Linked DNA regions of Mus musculus: region 1 is linked to region 2. A link is a contact called in public HiChIP or PLAC-seq data. All regions are on one chromosome and are shown on one strand. The core of a region is the stretch at or near the end of the contact, and the rest is flanking DNA. Distances in the headings are between cores, read along the strand shown.

Region 1 (4,167 bases), core at 883-3,382, 350 kb after region 2:
CAGGAGATGAACAGTCTATAAAAACCTCAGTGGCCTCCAAAGGTCTCAGCCAGCACCTAGCTGGGCCATAAGAGAAGGCAAATGTTTCTAATGACTTCACTGTAGCGTAGACCACTTCCTTCAACAGAGCTTCAGGCTGTCAGTCATTTTAACTCTGACAGTGGCATGGGTGTTTTCTGGCTAGACCTTTACAACTGAGTAATGGGTGGGTTTGGGTTCCCAGGGTCAGGAGAATGGAGAGGGCCATGATGTCCAAACCATGGCAGACTCACAGCCGGCTCCCACCGGCTCCGTTCAGATTCTGGGACAGCACTGGCCTAAGACAAACGGGGGTATGCAGGCACATCAGCCAGGCCAGGACCTCGTGCTGGGCTGGAGTGTGGTGCTGTTTCTTGGTCTTGCTTTGTTTGATTCTCTTCTCTTCCTGTCTCGCCTGGCAGCACACCAAGTTCTATACATCCGCAGCCTCCCGCCTGCCGCAGGGACTGCCTGTGCCCAGATTCCGTCTTCCACCCTGTCTGCGGAGACAATGGAGTCGAGTACCTCTCCCCCTGCCATGCTGGCTGCAGCAGCCTCAACGTGAGCTCAGCAGCTTCTAAGCAACCAGTAAGGACAACGACGAAGGGGGTCACAGGGGTCGACAGAACCACATGGAGCTTTGGGGCTCAGTGTGTCACCTCAAAAACCGTTCCTTGGCCGTCAGTATCAGCGTCTTAGCCCCCTCCACCATCTCTCATCCTTCTCTGCCCCGGGGTCATGACCAGATGCCCACAGCCCAAAGTCAGTTAAAGATTGGCTGGAGACCAACGAGTTCATTCTTGGGAACTTGGCAAAACAACAGAAACAAGTCCGAGCAGTCGCTCTCAGCGGAAACTTGTGACTGATACTAATGGCTCCCTGTGGCAGGGGGGAACTTCTGGGTTCTGGGTTCTGGGTTCAGGCCATATTACAGAGTCACATGGCCTGAGAGCAGAGGGTCCCCTGTGACTTGGACCTTAGAGGCCAGTGCTGGGAGCAGCAGTCGTTTCAAGCCCTCCTCTCCCAGGAGTGCCACAGAGTTGGCCTGAAGCCATGAAATTAAGTTCAAATCTAGGATTAGAAACAAAATCTCTCTTCACCTGGTCTTCAAGGCCATGTGTCTCCTTCTTAGACCTAGACCTATGGGGACTTGTCTGACAATATGTGAGGACAGTGACCCCAGGCCTTCTGGGATCAGGAAACAGCAAATGCCTCCTCCAGGTTTGTCTCTTAGTCAGAAATCCATGTGTGCAGCCACCATGTCAACCAAAAGCCCTGGTCTCACAGTTTACATCCAGTCCGATAAATGCACACGATAAATGCTGAGGGACTTCCTGAGGTGACTTACCCTTGAGCAAAGACCAGAAGAATCCTATGGAAACCTGGAAGCCCATTGCACTCGAGGGAAGCACAGGTGCCAGTGCACCAGAGAAGCTGAGGAAAGGCCTGGTCGGCGCTAAGCGACAAGTGTCACAGCTATCGGGACAAGGGATCAACAGGTCCAGAGCTGGGCAGGGCCAGGCAAGCCAGACTTAGGAGGGAGATTATTTCCCCTCTTAACTCCCTCTGATGAGAACAATGGAACGTCTATGTCATTACTATAGGATGCCCCCATAGGAAGAATGCACCTGTGTGTCGGCCATGTGTGTTGGCCATGGGCCAGGCTAGCCCCCACTTACCACCTCTTGCGAGGTCACAGAAAAAAGCTTCCCCTGTCTGTCACTATGGGCAAAGGCCCTTGGCTCTCAGGTAGAGAAGGGTGAGGAGCTAAGACAAGATGGCCCCTTAGTTTGCCTCTTAACTGGAAGAGTGGTGGCTTCTGTGGTTTTCTTATCTTTATTTACTCTCCGCTGACTCATCTACTTCCAGAAATAATCTTGACAAGCTTCCAATAACAGCACAAGTACATCAAGACAAAATCCATTACCATGATAGCAAGGGAAAAAATAATAAATTATAAGGGGGATAAAGTCTTAGTATTTTAAGATCCAGATTGCGGGAGGTTACGGCAATATCGTGTGTTAGGAACTTCTGAGCTTGAGGGCCACAGTCCCACTGACTGACAGAGGGAGGCCTCCTCTAGCTCATTAGTTGGCTCAGCCCCATAACAGCTCTGACACCAACGTCATCATAGGCTGGGCCATCAGCCACTGCAAGGAGGGAAGGCAAAGATGACCAGATGAACGGTGGCCGCCAAATGAGTCGAACAGCAGTGTTGAGCCACATAGAATTATGATGAGGCAGGGTCCTCCTCTGGGGGCTCTTCTTAGGTCAAAGTACACCTCTTCAGTGGGGAGTGCTACAGAGCATTCAAGAGACTCTGTTATTGTTTCCTCTACTCCCGGAACATACCTTCTCCCATAACAACTTGCGCAACCACTAGAGCGGGCTGGACCGGGAGGAGAGCTCCCAGGTTCCAGGCGCTGAGCTGATGAGGGTGCTTTGCCTGGTGATGGGATCTTGGGCATTCAGATGTTGGAAGACTGCAGGAGTTCATCCCATGCTGGACTCTTGGTGAAGACCATTTCTTTCTTTTTTTTATTTTAAAGATTTGTTTATTTATTTTATGCATGTGAGTGCACTGTCACTCTCTTCAGACACACCAGAAGAGGGCATCAGGTCTCATTACAGATGGTTGTGAGCCACCATATGGTTGCTGGGAATTGAACTCAGAACCTCTGGAAGAGCAGTCAGTGCTCTTAACCGCCGAGCCATCTCTCCAGACCGTGAAGACCATTTCTAATGTCCCCAAAGTGAAAGAGCCAGGACCCCATGGGGCACTCTAAAACCCTCATCTGACCTCTTCAGTCTTTGAATCCTAGCTTTTCCTCCATCCCTGGAGGGCTGAAGGGAGGGCAGAGGGATTCGTTCATATTAGAGGGAGGCAGTGTGGATATGTGAAACATACAGAGGTTAAATCATGACGTGGCCCCTCCTGTTCTTCAAGATCTATTTGAACTGTAGCTGTGTGACTGGAGGATCCGCATCGGCCAAGACAGGCTCCTGCCCTACATCCTGTGCACAGCTGCTGCTCCCGTCCATCTTCCTCATCTCCTTTGTGGCACTCATTGCCTGCGTCTCCCACAACCCCCTCTACATGATGGTCCTACGGTGAGTGAAATCTCTGAGCCTCTGGCTGCTGCTTCCACACCCTCTCTTTGACAGTACATCCTGTCTCCTACTCAGAGTCTCTCCTCCCTTAACTGGGGAGTCTTAACAGCAACCTACAAGTGTCTAATGGTGAGAAGACAATAGGTACACTGATGGCAGGAGTTCCCTGTCCCAGGAGGAGCTCCTGGTAGGGAAGCCTGGCCCAGGCTCCTAGTATCCATGAAACATAGGCCCTGTTGGCACCCCCATCTTTATTTGTGGGAAGTTAAATCATAGCCCGGGATGGTGGAACTGTCGAAAGGTTGAGCCGCAGGTTCAAGACAGGCTGTGGGTAAAGATTCACTTGTTCTTCAATATTAAAAGAGGAGAAATCAGCAAGTCAGAAACTGAGGAAAGTTCCAGAAGCAAAGCGAACACTGTGAGAAAGGGCTGAAAACGTGAAATTTGCAGGAGACTGGGGACTCAGTGCTCAGAGTGGAGGGACAAGGGACCAGGAACCAGGGTGGGGTCAAGAGAAGTGTCTGGTTTTTAATAGAGAGCGTTCCCTCTTCTCATTCTACCAAGAAGGAAAATGTAAGAAAAGAAAAAGAAAAAAGAAAAGAAATCTCACCCAAGTTCATCTAACCACCTCCTGCCTGCCTCTCTGACCTCCCATCCAGCCCCATCAGCTTACTTGGAAAGCAGAGAAGGAGAAACACAAAGGTTGAAAACTCCCTATCAGATTAAAAGTCTCTACTTGAGTGTCTTGGGTGTTGCCTGACCTCATGACTCCCAGTTTCCTTGACTATGAAAGGAAGATAGTGATACCCACCTCCAAGTGTGAGTGTGAGCAATTACAAGGTCAATCGCTTCGTAAACAGAAGCTCCTCTGCTGGGCGTGGTGGTGTCATCTATAAATCTAGTGCTTGGAAGTAGGAGAACCAAGAGTTCAAGGTCTTCTTTGCCTAGATAGTAAGTTACAAGCCAGCCTAAGCAATATGAGACCCTACCTTACAAGGTTCTCAATGTTTGAGTAACAATCCCTTTGGGGGTTGACTG
Region 2 (4,195 bases), core at 745-3,244:
TATTTGGAAGAACGGGCTATGAGGCAGTTCGCCATGGACGCGGCTGCCACTGCGGCTGCCCAGCGCGATACCACTCTCATCCGGCACTCCCCCCAGCCCTCGCCCAGCAGCAGTTTCAACGAGGGCCTGCTGCCAGGCAACCACAGGCACCAGGAGATGGAGAGCAGGTACCACAGGGTCAGGCAGGGGTATCTGCGGTCAGGGGTGGAACGGTGCTACCCAGTCTCTTCCCAGTGTCCTTTGTCCCTGGTAAATAGGCCCCACCCATAGCAGCTCTGTATGTTTGACATTCCAGAAATTATAGACAATTGTTTCCCTGAGTGAATCCCTGGTATTCGCAGGCTGGAGGTGGGTGGGTACCTCCTAAGCTCTGGCCACTTCTCCTTCTCTGTAAGAGATCTTCATCTGAGTCTTGCAATAATAGGTGGGCTTCCAAGGCCAAGAGGTCCTGCCTGCCCCAGGGAGAGATGTCTGGGTTTCTTTGCAACTTCTGTGAGGTGGGTGGGCTGGAGGAGCTGAGCCTGTGGGTCTGACAGTGTGACCTCCTCCCTGACAGATTGAAGGTGCTCCATGCTCAGATCCTAGAGAAGGATGCGGTGATCAAGGTCCTTCAGCAGCGCTCCAGGAAAGACCCTGGCAAGGCCACCCAGGGCACCCTACGGCCTGCCAAGTCGGTGCCGTCCATCTTCGCGGCTGCAGTGGGAACTCAGGGCTGGCAAGGGCTCGTATCCAGTGAGCGGCAAACTGATGCACGGCCAGCGGGAGGTATGAGGAGGCTTGGTGTGGGAGGGAAAGGGGTAGGAATTTTGGAATGCATATTACCAGACTCTCAGAATACACGCCCACTGAGACCAGGGCTTCCTGACCCCCTCTTCTAAGGGATCGGGTTTAGCCTTTGGCTCCCGTGACTGCAACCTACATGGGTCCTGCTAGTAGAGTGGATGGATGCTGGATACAGATAGATCTAGGCAAGGGTGTTCCTGAGCAAATACTAAGAAATCCTAGATTCCAGCTACAAAGAAGGGCCACAGAACATTGATGCCTATCCTGACCCCATTTATTCCTATTTTAAAAGAGGAGTCTTGCTGGGCGTGGTGGCGCACGCCTTTAATCCCAGCACTCGGGAGGCAGAGGCAGGCGGATTTCTGAGTTCGAGCCCAGCCTGGTCTACAAAGTGAGTTCCAGTACAGCCAGGGCTATACAGAAAAACCCTGTCTCGAAAAAAAACAAAAAAACAAAAAAAAAGAGGAGTCTTTTCATTCTATTAGACAGCTTGCAAATTAAGAACTACCCAGTCCACCAAGTTTGCTTGGGGTGTCCTCCATTGGGACCGTGTCTCCTACATCAAGCTGTACCCATCAGTGTCCATTCTTTCTTACAGACCGGGTCCCAGCAGAGGAGCCTCCGGCCACAGCTCCTCTCCCTGCCCACACCAAACATGGCAGCAGAGACGGGAGCACCCAGACGGATGGCCCTGCAGACAACACCTCTGCCTGCTTGGCCTCAGAACCCGATGGCCTCCTGGGGTGCAACAGTAGCCAGAGGACACCCTCTCTGGGTAAGCACCCCACTTGGTTAGATGAGGGTTGGGAACATGGTAGAGGTGCAAACTGGAACGCATGGGCCCTGTTTTCCCCACGTTTCCGCAAACTCATCCACTGTGGAAAGCCCCACCGTAGCGAACTGAGGGTTGTTGGAAGTTGTCTCAATGGGAGGCAGGGCCATCGAGCCATTTCAGAAAGAAGGCAACGCAACAGGAAGCACTCTAACTCCTCCAGAGTTGCCCTCACATCCTCCTGTCAGTCCAGGAGCTTGACAAGTGAACTCAATGGTGATCTTGGGTTGGGAAGCTATTTGGAAGAGCCCAGAAAGGAGGAACTAAGCCTTTTCTCTTTCTACTCTTGTTTCACATTTGCCCTTGCATAGCTGCCTGTGTGTGCCCCATGATCTCAGAAAAACCACAGGCATGACAGGAACGCTACAGCCTGCTTCTAACCCTGGGAGCACCCTTCCACTGATCATTCAAGCTAGTTCAGAGTCTAAACACAGGCATGGGCTTCCTCGGCAGAGGGGAGGGGGCACAGCCTTGTGCTTAGTTGATCAAGGGAAGAGGAACCTAAGGGCTGAGGCAGCTTAGGGGAGGGGGTCTTGTTTAAAAAAGACCCTGTGTTGGGAGCTGAGGAGAACAAGTGGATAGTACTGACAGCATACACTTGTCTTCTTGTTTTTTCTCCAGACTCTATAGCTGCAACCAGAGTCCAGGATCTGTCAGACATGGTAGAAATACTGATCTGAAGGAAGGAGGCAGTGCCTTGGGGACCCCGAAGCCTGGCTCCCTCCTGGCATTCCGGCAGTTGTCTTCAAATGCTGTGCCTCACATCCTCCGACCAGTGATGCCTTGGTGCATGGGGCTCAGAGAGGAGCACCCCAGGGGAGCTAGCTAGAAAAGCCTGCACCCCCTAGAAGACTGCTTTTTGGCCTATATTTCTCCTATGACAATGAGGAAGGAAAAGCCAGACATCACCTGCAGCCGGAGGCCTGTTGCTGGGGCAGAAAGGAGCTGAGCCCCCTCCGTCCTGCCTGAAGGAAACAGCGGATTCTGACGCCCAAGAATGGCTGGGCACCAGCCGAGCGGTCTGCAGGGATCGTTAGGCCAGCTATGGTGTTCTGTGGCTAAGCATGGCTCCAGCCAACACTATCTGCTCTTCAGTCCCTGACTGACTTCCTCAGATCACTAAGACTTGAATCCTTGGGAGGTGGGGGACGATGGGAGTGTGAGTCTTTCGGGAGCCACCAGCATGTCCCCTTGGAGTAGGTTAGAGGTCACTTGAGAGGCCCCGCAGAGCAGTGTGTTTTGTATATAATTCTTTTTCCTTGGGAACAGAAGACTAAGCGTGCCGGTTCAGAGTCTCCTCCAGGGCTGTGCTGCCTGCCCCTGCTGCCACAGTTCTTGAAACATGTGACAGGTCTACCAGATGTTCCTCTGCCTGCAGTTCCTGGCTGTGGATTTTGATACTGGTTGGCTTTCCTCTGCTTTTTAAATCCCTGTGTTTCGTGCCCATGGGATTCTTATCACCAGCCTTTGTGAATGGCTCCACAGCTCCTATCCCTGGGACATCCTGTCAGTTTGGTTATAAACTGAGCCAGATGTGATGAGCCACCACAAGCGGACATCTGTCATGCCCAGCACCAGGTTCTCTTTGAAGAAACTGGAGAAGTTGTTCTCATAAATGTATTCGTTCCCACCAGCAGGGACTGGGAGAGGGAGCTATGTTGTTAAAACGAATCAGTGAACTTAAAGAAAAGTCCTCATTATGGTGCCCCCACCACAGAATGGCACCCTTAGAGGCTGGCTCCTCAAGTTTTGGTGCCCCAGCCCTGAAGCAGGGCCAGCTACTTGGAATTAGGTGAACTACCCCCACGTGGCAGACCACCAGCAGCAGTGACTTTGACTTCTGGTCTTAAAGCAACCCCCATTCAGCTCAAAAAGCGATTGGTGGATTTCAGATCTTTTGTGTTTTTCTCCTCTGGTTGTTTTGTTTGTTTTTCTTTCACTGTTTGAAGTTCTGTCTGTTGTTTGTTCCATTCCCATAGTTCTCTCTGCATTTCCTTTTTAAACATTTGCATTTGCTGGGCAATTGCGTATTTTTTTAATTCCCTTTCCCCTATGTAAAGCTGAGAAATACATCTGGTTCATGTACGTTGTTTACAAAGATAAAAGTTTTTAAAAAAAAAGGAGGGGGAAAAGAAGGCAAAAAAATATTGTGAAAGGAAAAAAAAAACAACTTAATATATTTTGGATTAATATTTGGTATTTCTTTTAAAGTATTTTTTTTGTGCTGTGAACGTTTTCTGCCAAAGACCATGACGTGTGTCTGTGTGTTTAAGTTATCATGAATATTTAAAGTGTAAACATGGCTGTTTTGTTACGCCACTCTGTACCAGGATTGCTGCTGCATTCCGCCAGGTATGACAGTATTTTAATAAAAAAAGAGCTTATAAGGAGATGTCTGTCTGTCTGTCTATTGGTTGAGACACAACCTAGGTTTGAGCCTCTAAGTTGCCCTCAAACCAGAAATTCTCCCACCTCAGCCTCCTTTCCTACGGTGGATTTACAGGTGTGTGCCACCACCCCCAGCTACCAGACTGGTCATCTGCAAGGATGAAGAAAAAGAGTGTGAAGATTTTGAGGGGT

Evidence for each region. HiChIP or PLAC-seq counts read pairs in DNA pulled down with a chosen protein or histone mark.
Region 1: a FOXA1 HiChIP or PLAC-seq map of pancreatic cancer cells shows a contact between it and region 2. The contact joins two enhancer-like sites. A contact is called at or near these places in 1 of 484 Hi-C or Micro-C datasets (muscle stem cells) and 2 of 115 datasets of contacts at active chromatin or transcription factors (embryonic stem cells and pancreatic cancer cells).

What each region holds. Positions count from the first base shown.
Region 1 is chr9:103,076,484-103,080,650 of GRCm38.p6, forward strand. It overlaps Slco2a1 (solute carrier organic anion transporter family, member 2a1), which reads left to right. Exons shown (of 14, transcript NM_033314.4): 10 at 441-606; 11 at 2,966-3,129. Among named protein-coding and RNA genes, the nearest start is that of Rab6b, 34 kb to the right of the region's middle. Within about 2 kb of position 2,133, at least 35 of the 459 cell types and tissues checked have an H3K27ac peak or open chromatin away from gene starts, as enhancers often do. A contact at or near this core is called in pancreatic cancer cells, where this site is marked.
Region 2 is chr9:102,729,412-102,733,606 of GRCm38.p6, forward strand. It overlaps Amotl2 (angiomotin-like 2), which reads left to right. Exons shown (of 10, transcript NM_019764.2): 7 at 1-167; 8 at 557-765; 9 at 1,382-1,558; 10 at 2,237-4,006. The coding sequence ends at 2,295. Among named protein-coding and RNA genes, the nearest start is that of Gm5627, 8.1 kb to the right of the region's middle. Within about 2 kb of position 1,995, at least 57 of the 459 cell types and tissues checked have an H3K27ac peak or open chromatin away from gene starts, as enhancers often do. A contact at or near this core is called in pancreatic cancer cells, where this site is marked.